2 separate regions of the Rattus norvegicus genome follow, and region 1 is linked to region 2. Evidence: chromatin contacts called from public Hi-C data. All regions are on one chromosome and are shown on one strand. The core of a region is the stretch at or near the end of the contact, and the rest is flanking DNA. Distances in the headings are between cores, read along the strand shown.

The links. A called contact is a pair of places that touch in the nucleus more often than the background predicts.
Region 1: a contact with region 2 is called in a Hi-C map of the Rat2 cell line, with 3 times the contacts expected there. The contact joins the promoter of Igsf3 here to the promoter of Ttf2 in region 2. A contact is called at or near these places in 3 of 12 Hi-C or Micro-C datasets (the A7r5 cell line, the Rat2 cell line and frontal cortex).

The regions. Positions count from the first base shown.
Region 1 is chr2:191,495,997-191,502,661 of GRCr8, forward strand. Igsf3 (immunoglobulin superfamily, member 3) reads left to right here and starts at 5,414. Exons shown (of 9, transcript NM_001106455.2): 1 at 5,414-5,456. The coding sequence starts at 5,414.
Region 2 is chr2:191,082,648-191,089,256 of GRCr8, forward strand. Ttf2 (transcription termination factor 2) reads right to left here and starts at 3,659. Exons shown (of 23, transcript NM_001106454.3): 1 at 3,616-3,659; 2 at 3,429-3,531; 3 at 1,361-1,447. The coding sequence starts at 3,643.

The DNA.
Region 1 (6,665 bases), core at 4,164-6,663, 420 kb after region 2:
CATTTTGCTGTTTGGTTTGCAATTGATCCTTCTGATTATAACTGTCTATGGGCTTGGGAGTATTAAACTCATGGAATCTCTTGGTCATACCCTACCCAATAATGAATTTTGTTCCCCACAGCATTTAATGTAAACACTGAGGGCAGGCAAGCGTGTAACCTCAACTACTCAGGAGGCTTAGGCAAATCTAGACCAGAGTGGGTAACTCAGTACACCCGTCTCAAAATCAGAAGGGGGCTGTGGCTGTATCTCAGTGGTAGAGTACCTGGCTAGCATGTGGGCAACCCTAAATTCAGTCCCCAGGATTGTCAAAGCAACAATAAAGAACACGTTCATTTTTGACTGATAAACGTAGGAGACATTTGGCTGTTGATATGGTTTAGTGGGCAAGGGGGCTTGCTGCCAGTTCTTCAGTCCTCATGACCTGAGTCTGACATCCAGAATGCACATGGGAGAGGAGAGAAATGGCTTCTATATGTTGTCCTTCGATCTCCACACACGCACCCGAGATAATAAACATTTTAAAGAATTAGAAACCAGGAAGAATGCTAGGAACGTCTAGGTTTCCTGATTCTCTTGAAGTAGGAAATTCAGGGACCAGGATTCTTCATGCTTAATGGTAGTACTTGGTTGGGATTCTTAGGGGCTATGTCTTCAGAGTACCCCATCCCAGCTCTCCTCGTTGCTGTTTCTCCGAGGTCTGCCTCCATTTGAGTTAAGCTCTCTGATGGAGATTAAGGGGTCTTCCAAGACTCACAAAGTACCCACCTTATTTCAGGCCAATTCAGGGGAGGATTGGAAGTTGAATTGTAAAGTGTTGTGAAGCCAGCCACCAATGTGCAGATGGGGGTGTGGTGGGTGGGGTGGGCTGGCTGGGTGGGGTGGGTGGATTTGCTGACCGGCCATCTGTCCCTTCCTTCCTTTTTGTTGATGTCTTTGCTTCCCTGAGGACCCTTCCCAGCTCAGTTCTGCACCTGCTGCTGATCTCCTGGAGAGGCCACCGAATTCCGGGTTCACACTGACTTCATCTCATTGCTTCTGTGTCTGGGAGGCAAAGGAATTCTTTTAATTGTGCCTTTATCCCCCTGTCCAGCAGTTATCACATTTCTCTGCACAGTCCCAGATGTGGAATGTAGAAAGAACCCGGTGCTGGGAGTCTGCCATTGTCGTGCAGGCCAGAGGCTGAAAGAGAAAGTTGCTGGGGATCCCAGAGGTGGAGGATGGGCAGATGGAGAAGGGGAAAGCTGGAAACAGACAAGGGGTTATTTTGAGTGTAGAGAGGGTCAAGACTGGAGGTCCATGAGTTTTGAGAAGGGGTAGGGCAGCTTGATAGGACCAGAAAGCTCTCAAGCTGTCTGAGATGGGCCCTCAAGAAGATTCTTTGATCTGTCTGTCTGTCTGTCTGTCTGTCTGTCTGTCTGTCTGTCTATCCATCCATCCATCCATCCATCTTCAGGTCTTCAGAGAATGCAATTGAAAGGCTCCCAGACTCCAGCCATTCCTTACCAGCTTCACATTTACTACCCTTAGCCAAGCTATGATGCTCCCCCAACTCGCCTGCACCATGTCAGAGGCCTCCGTCTGTCTTCCGTCATCCCCCTGCCTCTTCTGTTCCCATTGTTCTTCTTTCTCAGTAGCCCATGACCCGAAGTGCTTCCCAGACTGCCAGGTCCTCTGCGGCTTCTCGGATCACACTCCTCCCATCTCTCTTCCAGGCTGTGTTAGAAATAATTTTAATTTCAGAACAGGTTAACCGTCCTAGCACACACCATCTCCTCCGGCTGAGACTCTTCCTACAGACAATACCATTTTCCCCGCCTCCCTGACTCTAAATCAGGTTTCTGTTCTAATATCTCTCCGAGACATCCTCCTTCAATCCCACCTAGAATAGAACTTCTCTCCCCACCTCACCCACTAGACACACACACACACACACACACACACACACACACACACACACACACACACACACAATCCTGTTGCCTGGTTTCTTTAGAACACATGTCATTGTGTTATATATTTATTAGTTTCGTTGTCTGGGTTTCTCACAAGCAGGTACTAGGAGAACAAGACATCGCTTCACGAGTAGATGTTTAGGAAGTAAATACAAGGATCCAGTAGGCAGGAGGTGAGAGACAGGAGGGCCACTGCTGCCTTGGGGCAAAGAGGGCATGTGTAATATTCGAGAGGAAATTTTTAAATACAATGCTTTAAACATGTGATAAATATTCAATTTGATACGATAGGTGTATTTATAGTTCAATTACACATGCAGATCAAATGCCAAGAGTTGTTTGGGGTTATGTGATAATTACAGGGCAGACTGCCTTCAGGAAATTTACAGCCAAGGGGGAGGGGAAAGGACAGATAAAGACTTTCACTTATCCCGGCATCCCCTATGGTGACAAGATCTTCATTGTCTTGTACAATAGAGGTATTGAATTTGGGGGGATGAGTGAGTTACCAGCATAGTCATTTTGTTTATAGATATGTGTCCATATATATGCCCAAGAGTGTAGAACCCGGGGGACAACAACCTCAGGCATTCATGGTCTCTCAGGTGCCGGCCACATTGTTTTTTTCTTTTTTTTTTTTTTAACCTGGATTCTGGGGAGCAAACTCAGTCCCTCACATTTTTGGGACAGGCGCTTTAGCAAATGAGCTGTCTCCTCTGCCCATGGCTGCACTCTTTCAGGACAGTGTTTTGCTGTCACATAGTCCCATGGGATGAAGACACTTTTCGAGCCCCTCTCTGAGTTCTGAAATCCCCTGGTTGTTTCTTTGGACGTGGCTATCAACCAAATAAAGGGCTTGGACCTCTCAAACTCCCATTCTTCATCATTCTGTCTCCTCCAAATCCTGATCTCAGACACTGAGCCTCTCACATACTCACCTAGACATTCCATGTAGACCACCTCCCGCTGCCAAGGCCTCTCTGTCCCTGGAGCTGCCTGTGTGGTCACTTCCATTTCCTGGATTTTTCAGTCATCCTGCACCACAAAATCTTCAGTCTTCTGGAAAACTCTCCCACCCACCCTCTACTCCTAGGTCAAGTGGTTTTTCTAAAATGCATCTCTGATTACCACAGTTCTTTACTCAAACCATTCCGGGGTCTTTCTCTTGGACACAAGCTTAAAGCCCAACCCTTTGCCCCTCTGGCTTCTGATTCTTTGTTATAGCTCATGTCCTCAGTCTTCCCTCCAGTCTAGTTAGGGCCCCACAGGGCTTTTTCTCACAGTACTGAGTCTTAACTCTCCAGGGCCCGTGATTGTCCTCTGTACTTCCTCCCCACTTGCTCCGTAGTTCAGTTTTCTCTAGGAGAAGGTTTCCTGGGCCTTATCCTGCACAGCACCTCACCCCAGGAACATGGGATTGGAAGCCTTCCTCCACACAGTTTATGCGTGGCCTACTGTTGTGTTCTCAAGCAGACCACAAGCTCCACAGGGGCAGTAAGATCCGACCTGCTTATGCTCCTGTAACGAGTCGTTTTTTAGCACTTTGTGTTTGGTAATATTGAATAAATGCATGGATAGCACTTAAAATAAGGACAGTTCATTTTTAACTGAGTGCTTTTGATATATGAGGCATTCCTCTAAGTGCTTTACAAGTATGATGTGGATACTCTTTGTAACAAATGAGCAAACTGAGGCACAGAGAGGTTAAGCAACCGGGCTAAGGCCCACAGCTATGAACCCAGCTTGTCTTTGGGGTCCAGATTCTATGCTAGAGTGAAGCACAATGTGGAGGTTCATTATAAAAATAGATTCAAGTCTCCAGCCGAAGCGTTTTGCTATTGTTTATCGGGCAAACGACGTGTCTCCTGGAGTCTGGGCTTTGGGAAGGGCCCTTGGTGCGCGAACCCCGGGTTAACTTTCCATCAGCTCGTCCCAGGTGGTCCGCAGCTGCTGGCGGGTGCAGCCAGAGCGCTGGGACGGTGGGCGGGGCGTAGTGGGGGCGTGTCCCCGTGAGGCCACCGCCTTCTCCTCTGCTCGCCTCGCGGGGAGCTGCGGGCCAGGCCGGAGCTAGAGGGCGGGGCCTGGGGCGGGGCGGGAGCAGGACGGCCTGAGCCGCTGCGGGAGGCGAGGAGGAAGCGGCGCGTCTTGGGAGGCGTGCGGGACACAGACGGGCGACCGTTCGGTTGCTGGGAGCTGCGGGGCTCCGGGCGAGGTGAGCGCGGGCGGGCGCGGATCGGGGTCGGGGGCGCGGGGACCGTGGCGTGGCGATCGGCGTCCCGCCCCGGGCCCAAGCCCCTTTTCTCCATTGGACCCGTGTCGCGCGGAGCAGGCTCAGCCTACAGCGAGCGGAGCCCCGAGTCCCCTTCTCCGAGCCTTTTCTTTGCCAGTGTCTCAGACTCAATCGCCGGGGAGGTAAAACAATAGCGGGCCACCTGGGACGCGGCGCGCCCCAGCTCCCACGGCCCGTGCCCGGAGTCGCGGCCCCGCGCCAGCCCCGTGGCGACCCGCGCTGCGGAGGGTGGGGCTGCCCGCCGCGCCCCGCTCCGTAGACCGCGACGGGAAAGCCCGCGAGTAAGAGAGGCATTTGGTGAAAGTGTTTTGAGAACAATCATAATTGCCCTGCTCTGGGCGGGGAAACTGAGGCGTAGGGCACAGAAGGTAAGATTTGTACAAGGTCAGGATGCACACATGGGCTGCCCTCGGCCAGGGAGGGGACCCAGGTAGCTGGGCTGGCCAGTCGGGCGCTTTGGCCTCTCTCGGTTTTGCGGCGGTTGTGTTGGCCTTAGATAAATGTCTGTTGTGTTTGTTTTAGGAATCTGCGGGCTTTTGTGGGACCACTCTCGGGCTACCAAATGCCAGCTTACTTCGTATGCCCTGGGAGGTTCTGGGGCAGGTGACGGCACGGTGACCTATCACCATGGATGGAGATGGACTTTTTGATGAAGAAATCCAAAGTGTCTTTACCAGTAAGGGTGTTTTGGCTGTCTCGGGTTTTGACAAAACCTGCCTGGTTCCCTTTGGGGGATCCGAATGAGAGATTTCAGACACCTTCAGTGCGAAGCCAAGGACATTTCTGTATAATCAGCGCATGAAAGGATTTTCTCAGACTCTCTTTCCTCCCATTTTCCTCGAGAATTAATCCACCAGAATCTACAGTTCCGGTGGAGACTGCAAGGCATATACAGTGTAGCAGAAACCTAGAGCGCCTTCGGAATTGCTCTGGACCCTGCCTTAGGCGTAAAGGACTCTTGCACATGCCACTCCCCTCTCCGGCCCCCAACTCCCTCCTTCTGACTACTCTGTCTTTGACTGGCTCTCATTTTCCCCGTGAAGTTCTGTTTCCAAACTGTTCCCCTGGAGCTATAAGTGGATTGGCAGTAATGAGAGATTAGGCAGTGGGAAAAGCACGGTGCCCTGTGCTGTGTCCTTTTCCTGCTGCCGCCGCCGCCGCCGCAGACATGAAGTGCTTTTTCCCAGTGTTGAGCTGTCTGGCTGTGCTGGGTAAGTGACTGCTTATCAGTTCTATAGCTGTGAAAGTTTAACCCGATCTCATTGCTAATTCCTTGTGGTTCTCTCCCATCAACACTGGGTTTCGGGAGGCAGAAGGGGGTAGCCATAGTGTGACAGAGTGGATTAAAGTTCCAAGAGGGTCTGTTTGTTTCTGACCCAGAAAGAAGGGTGGAATTCTGGTTGTCTTTAAGCTGCCCTGGGCCTTTGGGTGAAGCCCCTCACTTGGAACGCTGTGCCTTAGGGATGGTGAGTGGGTTGAGAGCTTCCAGTGTCTTTACTTTTGTGTTGGTCTGCATCGGTTCCTGGGAAGTTACAACATAATTCCTAACTGTGTTGGAAATGGTGCTTTCATGAACGACTGTGCTTTTTTTTTTTAATTGTTGTTTTTGGAGGGGAAGGTGGGAGTGGGTGGGATGGGGGTTGAAAGGATGCTTTGTTTTGCCTAAGAAGTCTGTAGGCTAAGTGTGTATTGAAGACACTAGTTCCTGTGTCTCCTCACCGAGGAAGCCTAGCTCAGTCCTTGCAGGAGGTGAAGCTGAAGATAGGGAGCTGCCTGGTCAGGGGGTGTGGTCAGATTGGTTTTCCATGCCCTCAGAGAAAAAGTCTGGAAGCCCAGAGTAGGAGGAAGAAACTGTGGTCTCAGAAGTGAGCCTCTCTGCAGGCCTCCATCCCCAGTACAGAGTCCCAACCCCTTGTCTCTTCTTGGTTTAAGTAATCTCCACTGTGTATTTTCCAGTGCCCTGGTTTATCATAAACCCCATAGCTGGCACCTGGTGCATTCTCACCTCAGCACTCAAGAATGGACACACCCCCTACCTTCTCTGTGTGACTTTGCATTCAGAGAAGTTACTGCTGCTGGCCACTTGCTTCTCCATGCTAGGTTTCTTGCACTTACAGAATTTATCCGTGGAGGATGACTCTGAATTACCTGCACCCTTATAAAAGTTAACTGGCATCAGGAATGAGGATGGACTTTAGAGTCTTGAATTCCCATCTCAGTTTCATCTTGATTCTCACGGGAGTCTCAGTGAGTCTGCATTTAAGGGATGTAAGATGTCCTGAAAGAAATCTTGATTGCCTCGCAACATGTTTGAAGCTTCAATCCATGTGTTCATTCGGAGGTACTCAAACTTAGGCATAGGTTGGTATCATTAAGGCATCTTAAAACAACAAAAAAAAAAAAAAAAAAAAAAAAAAAAC
Region 2 (6,609 bases), core at 2,409-4,908:
CCTCAACAGAGTTTTCTGTAAAAATTTAAGAGGTTGAATCTATATTTGATAATCAAACACAAAGATTCTACAATTCCAGCACAATCTTGAAGACATACTATTTCACATAATCAACGATGCAAAAATATGTAAATTAACCAATGGACAAAAATTAATCACCTCAGACACTGACACAAATTTAGGATCAATTTTTTTTTTTTTTAAACAAGGATGCCAAGCATTTCGATATACTTGGGTTGGGGACAGGGTCTTAGAACACATAATTCTCATAATAGCGATATGGTGGTTTGAATGAGAATGGCCCCTATGGGCTCATGTATTTGAATGATTGCTTTTTCAGTTGCTGGAACTCTGTGGGAAGGATTAGGAAGTGTGGCCTTGTTAAAGGAGGTGTGTCAGTGGGGATGCTCTCTTTGCCCATGCTTGTGGAGCAGATTAAGCTCTCAGTTACTGCTCCAGAATCATGTTTGCCTGTCTGCTGCCCTGTTCCCTGCCACGATAGTGTTGGACTCTAACACGATCTGAACACATAAATTCTAAAACTACATAAAAACTATCATGTATGACCCCTGCCTTCTTGGCCAAACCACCAAGCCAATTCTCCCAAGTGGTCCTGTTACGTCATGCCGTGGTACCCCATGCAATGTGTGCATTTAAAAGAATACTTAATGACTGGTAACTTTCTACTTACCTTTTAACATCCATGACAAATAGCTTCTCCCATCTATATAAACTTCCCTGCCCTTCCCAAGGGAAACTGCACTTTACTGACTACTTAGCATGTTAGCCCTTTTCCTTCTTTCTAGTACCAGAATTGAAAGCTGACCAGTTAGTGGGTTGATGTTATGAGCAACTGGAGAGCTAGAGGGGAACAGAGCTGGTCATCCAGAAATTAACCATTGGTTTCTCCCGGTAACTCATACAGCATTTAGGGCACTGGTTTGTCAACCTTAACACCGTGACTCTCTAATGCAGTTCCTCATGTGATAACCTCAACCATAAAATTATTTTCACTGCTACTTCATAACTGTAATGTTGTTACTGTTATGAATCACAGTGTAAATATCTGATATGTGACCCCTGTGGAAGGGTCGAGACCCACAGGTCCAGAATCGCTAACAAGGTAGATGATATTCAGTATGTACAAAAAAGGTTTTCAGTAATGACTTTTAAAGAACAAAATTCTTTATTTTTATAAAATTTTAATAAAATTTTATAAAATTTTTTAATTTATATTTAAAAAAACAAATCTAGCTGCAACTCTTTCAGGATTGGGGGTTGGTGGGGAGAGTGTGTGTGTGTGTGTGTGTGTGTGTGTGTGTGTGTGTGTTGCATCTAGATGTTTCTTCTGGACACTCACCTCCATTCTTTCTTGCCCTGTGGTAGAAACAAACCCTGAAGCTCTACCACAAACTCCTCATGCAATAAACAATGAGAAACAGGAATACTAGAAGAGAAAGAAATAATAATAAAATAATTTTAGAAGACAAGGAATAGAGGCCAGCAGTCTGAAGTCAAATCCAAGCTTGAATTCTCACTGGCTGGCCTGGGACCCACCACCTAGACCAGTGTGGCCTCAAACCTGCAGCAATCCTTCCTCTAGGATCACAAGGGTGTGCCACCACACTCAGCCCAACTACAGCTCAAGGTGTCCTGGGTGTATAAATTCCATCTATGGCTATTGGTGTGGCTTCCTGAGGAAAGGATCCATAGTTTTTCTTTTACCACTTTCTGAACCGAAGCGTGACAATAACTATTCTTTTCTTCATGACGGTCATATGACAGCCACACTGCAACACTTCCAGGGATGACTTATAGTCTCAGGCTGGTCACAGGGTAGGCCTGCTGTGACTTCTCAGGATCTCTCATCCATTAATACCCTACTAGCTGTCATCTGCTGTTACTCCCATGTCTACCTCTAATAATAACTTACTCATGTGCTTCTTGCCTGGCATAAAATTTTAAATGTCCCTCCTAAAATATGTACAATACTGAGAGCAGACAGGTTGGAGTGAAGGTCTAAAGCACTCTCCTGTGACCTGTAGAATTGTCTGCAGCCTGCAGTCCGCTCATCAGACACACTGCAAGCCTCCAGTGAAAGTACTGTACTAGTCTGTATTGCAGTGTACCCACGGAAGTGGCACACTCTTTAAGAATGTTCACTCTCTTTTTAAAGATTTATTTATTTATTTATTTATTTATTTATTTATTTATTTCTATTTTATGTTTAGGGATCGTTTGTTGCATGTGTGTCTGTACCCCATGTACATGCTAGGCCTTCAGAGGCCAGAAGAGGGCGCGCGATCCCCTAGAACTAAAGTTACAACATTTCACAGCCCCTAAGTGGGTGCTGTAAATCAAAGCCAGGGCCTCTGGAAGAGCAGCCCGTGCTCTTGAAGGCTGACCTGTCTCTCCAGTCCTCAAGAATATTTCTTTTAATGTTGAATCAAACCTAAGACCGACATTGATGCGAACGTTGCGTAGGAACGTTCCTATGAATTAATTCCTACGAACATGCGCGCGCATGGGTCTTACAACATTCAACAATACTCAATATATTTAGGAACGGAACTGTAAATTCTGATGCAAAATACAACTTATTCCAGTACTAATATCTATTATATACCTATATACTGAAAAAAAAAATAACTGTGCTCTACAAAGTTCAGCTGAATAGAGAGCAGGAAGAAGTGTTAAATGAACCACAGTTTAATTTCACTCAGAGAATGGTCACACTTGAGAGCACTTTCCTCACTTTGGACAAGATGCTTGACATTTCTAGGTCTCAGCCTTCACATCTGCAGAACCTGAGTTCTGCACCAACCTCTGATGTTTCTTTCAGCACTAACTCCCTACAACAGTGGTTCTCAACCTTCCTAATACTGCAACCCTTTAAAACAGTTCCTTATGTTGTGGTGACCCCAACCATAAAATTATTTCCATTGCTACTTTACAACCGTAATTTTGCTACCGTTTTGAATCGTAATGTGAGTATCTGGTTTGCAGGATATCTAAAAGGCGGTCCCTGTGAATGGGTCCTTAGACCCTGGAGGTCCCGATCCACAGGTTGAGAAACGCTGCCCTAAGACCTTCAATCTCTGGAGTTTATTAGCGTCACACCACTAGATGAAGGAGAAAGGCTGGTGTCTAATTACTGTTTTTAACCTCAAATATTAAAATTAAAATGGCGATCTAAAATTGGTGCAAAACTAGCAAATTAATTCCCATGTCCACTGTTTGTTTACACTTTTTAGAAGGAGCAGAAAGGATGCAGGGGTAAAGGGGAGTGACTAAGTAAGGCCAGACAGGTGCCTAGAAACTTTAAGCGGACTCTAGAAGGATCCGAGTGTGGGTAAATCCGCGTCCCAAGGCAGCTGAAGTGACCAGGCTGGGTCACTCTGTGGAACCCGGCCGGGTTGGAGACTCACTCGGTGGCCTGCACGAAGCCGCATGTGTTCGTCCGGCATACGTAGAAGCTCTTTCCCTTGTTCGGGCCATCGCGGACGCCGGTCTTTAAGAAGCAGACGGCCCCTGAGGAAACAAGAAGGTCAGCAATGGCCCCTGCAAGCCAGTTCCACAGTCCCCAGGAGGGAAATCCTGAGACTGGAACCTTACCGTGCTCCGGACACTTAATCACCTCCATAACGCAGCCAGGAAGCTCTGGCCCGCCGGGTTTCCGTCTTTGACCCCGCCCCGTTCCGCCCATCATAACACTTCACCAATCAAATGGGAAATCCTCTCACCTTCAACCAATTACAGCCTCCCGCAGGCTTGGCGCGCACTGAAATCAAACTTGGAAGGAGGAGGCGTGGCCGAAGTCTTGGGAGGACACCCGGAGGTTCCCTGGTCGGGGAGAAAGCAAGACTTGGAGAGGGCTAGACGAAGCTGAACTGGGCGACTCCAGAGGAACCGCTGAGGCTCAGAGGGAGGCAGAGCGGCTGGTTTGCTCGGGAAGCAGCCACTGTGGGTGGAAACACTTAAATATGAGGCGGCCGAGAGGCAGGAGCATCCCCTAAAACTGTGGGAATCATTTGCATAGTCTGTAAGTCGGCACAAAGACTCCCTCAGGACCCCCGGACAACCTTTAAATGAGTGTAGGGCGTCCACAGAATCACCAAAGATTGAACATCTGCACACATCTCAGTTCCACGCTCCGCTCTCTTTGAGTCTCACGGCCTGCCTTCAAGTGAGGTTCTAAGGACCGCCTGGTGTGGACGCCCTGAGTCTGAGAGAAGAACCTGAGGGCAATACCGGACCTCAGGCACAAGCTAATTTTACTTCGTGTATTTTGCATTGTCAACCCTTTTGAACTTATTTTGTATTTGTAGTTAAAAAAAAAAAAAACTGAGAGTGATGTTAAAAGATACTGCATTTGAAGTGTAACCAAGGGGCTAGAGATAAGGCTCAGCATTTTAAGAGCGCTTGCTGGCTGTTACTGAGTTTGGTTCCTAGCAAATACTTTTGGCCTCTTAGAACGACCTGTAATCCAGCTCCACGCCTCCATGGACTCACCACATTAACTAGTACACACAAAGACACATACACATAATTTAAAATAAAATGGAACTGTAGAACCTGTAATCAGTTCTTTTAGTGAGCAGAGGGAAGGAATGACTATCGGAGCTTGGTTGCTGTAGCCATAACTTCATATTTCAGCAGCTGAAGACTGTGTGTGTCTCAGAGTGGCACACATACCTGCTAGGAGGACAGAAAAATTGCAATGTCTAACTAAGAAGCCTGGGCTATATGGAGACTGTAAATGTTTTAGGAGGCCAGAGGAGGGGAGATAGACCCGAGTTATCATTTATGAATTAAGCAGTTCTTACTAAATAGCTTTTTTTGGTGCCCCAAGAGGAATATGTGTTTGAGAAATATAAAGTTCACCTAATGCATACATTTAAAGAAACTGTTTTAACCACAAGGGGCTTACTGAATGGAGGAAGCTGAACTAGCCTATACCTAATGAATGCTTAAATAAATATAAAATAGTATTTAAATGTCAAGATGAATGGAGTCACCAGCAAACCCTAGAGAGCTAAAGAAAGACATGAATTTCCAAGTGCATACAGTATATCCCTGTTCTCCAGTGAAACTTTATACAGACAAATAGGTGAGGTAGTTTCTTTATTCCCAGATTGCAATTCCAAGATCTGTATGTGCATTCAAAATAGATACCATGTGAGGAGATGGAGACCACAAATGCTAAGGTTTGGGGAAGAGGACCATAGTGATTCTTGTAGTGAGATTTTTGGTTTCTTTAAAAACACAGAAATGTAAGAATGTTTCTTGTTTTAATCCCAGGTGGGGCTGCCACAGAGTGTTCACAGCAGCTGACTATGATTGCTCTGACAGGAGTGTGGTTTTGCCAGCTGTGTATGGTTTCTGCGAGAGTGTGACACTTGGAATTCTGGGGACTCTTCAGAGAATATATAAATACTAAGGCCCAATAGAAGGGGCTGGTTGACTGGTTAACTGGTTGCTGGTTGCTGGTTGCTGGTTGCTGGTTGGCTGGTTGGTGGTTGGTGGTTGGCTGGTTGGTGGTTGGCTGGTTGGTGGCTGGCTGGTTGGTGGCTGGCTGGTTGGTGGCTGGCTGGTTGGTGATTGGTGGTTGGCTGGTTGGCTTGTTGGTGGCTGGTTGTCTGGTTGTCTGGTTGTCTGGTTGGTGGTTGGCTGGTTGGTGGTTGGATGCTGTTGGCTGAGGTTTGTTAGGCAGTTGTATGCGAAGAGATGAAAAGAAGAAATTAGATATGTTGGTGGCAAAGCTCAAACTTTCCCTAAGGAACTGGACACCCCTAATCAGCAGGAAGTCGTCTAATGACAATGCTGCCGCCTTTTTCCTTCTGTGCTTTTTTCTCTTGTACTTAGTGTTAAGGGATTGAAAGGACAGGGGTGGAGAAGGGTGGAAGAAAAAAGAATTCACAGAATGACCGAAAGTTCAGTTATAGATTTTCTCCCCTGTTTTTTCCATATATGCCTACAGGCCAGAAGAGGACACCAGATCTCATTTTAGATGGTTGTGAACCACCATGTAGTGCTGGGAATTGAACTCAGGCAGCCAGTGCTCTTAGCCTCTGAGCCATCTCTCCAGCCCCAGGTTACAGATTCTTTCCTGCACACTATGATTTTGAGACTAGCCAGTCCAGGTCTCAGTGTGGCACTACAGACAGATCTTTTCCTCTGAAGTTGCTCAGTTGGCCTGCACTCATCCAATAAGCAAAAATGGACACAGAAAACTTACAGGTAGGAAAACTGTTTCTTCCAGAAGTCTAGGATGTGCTAAATAAAAAGGTTTAAACCCCAGATCATAATAATAGGAGTGGGACTGGACCAGTGAGACAGCGAAGCATGTACAGGTTTTGTGCATATATATTTCATATATGCTCTTAGCCTGAAAACATCTGGAGAGACCTCTGAGAATGAGCTATATAGATTTATATTTTGAATGAAGCTGAGAATGTAAGTTTGGGGTTTTTTTTTGGTAGCCTTGTCATACTCAGAACAAACATTTAGAGCATTTCCCAAATCTGGATGTTTAAAGGTACAAGTTAACCATACATATTCCTTAAGGATGGGCTGGCTCTACTACCAAGCTTATGTTGGGATTATTCT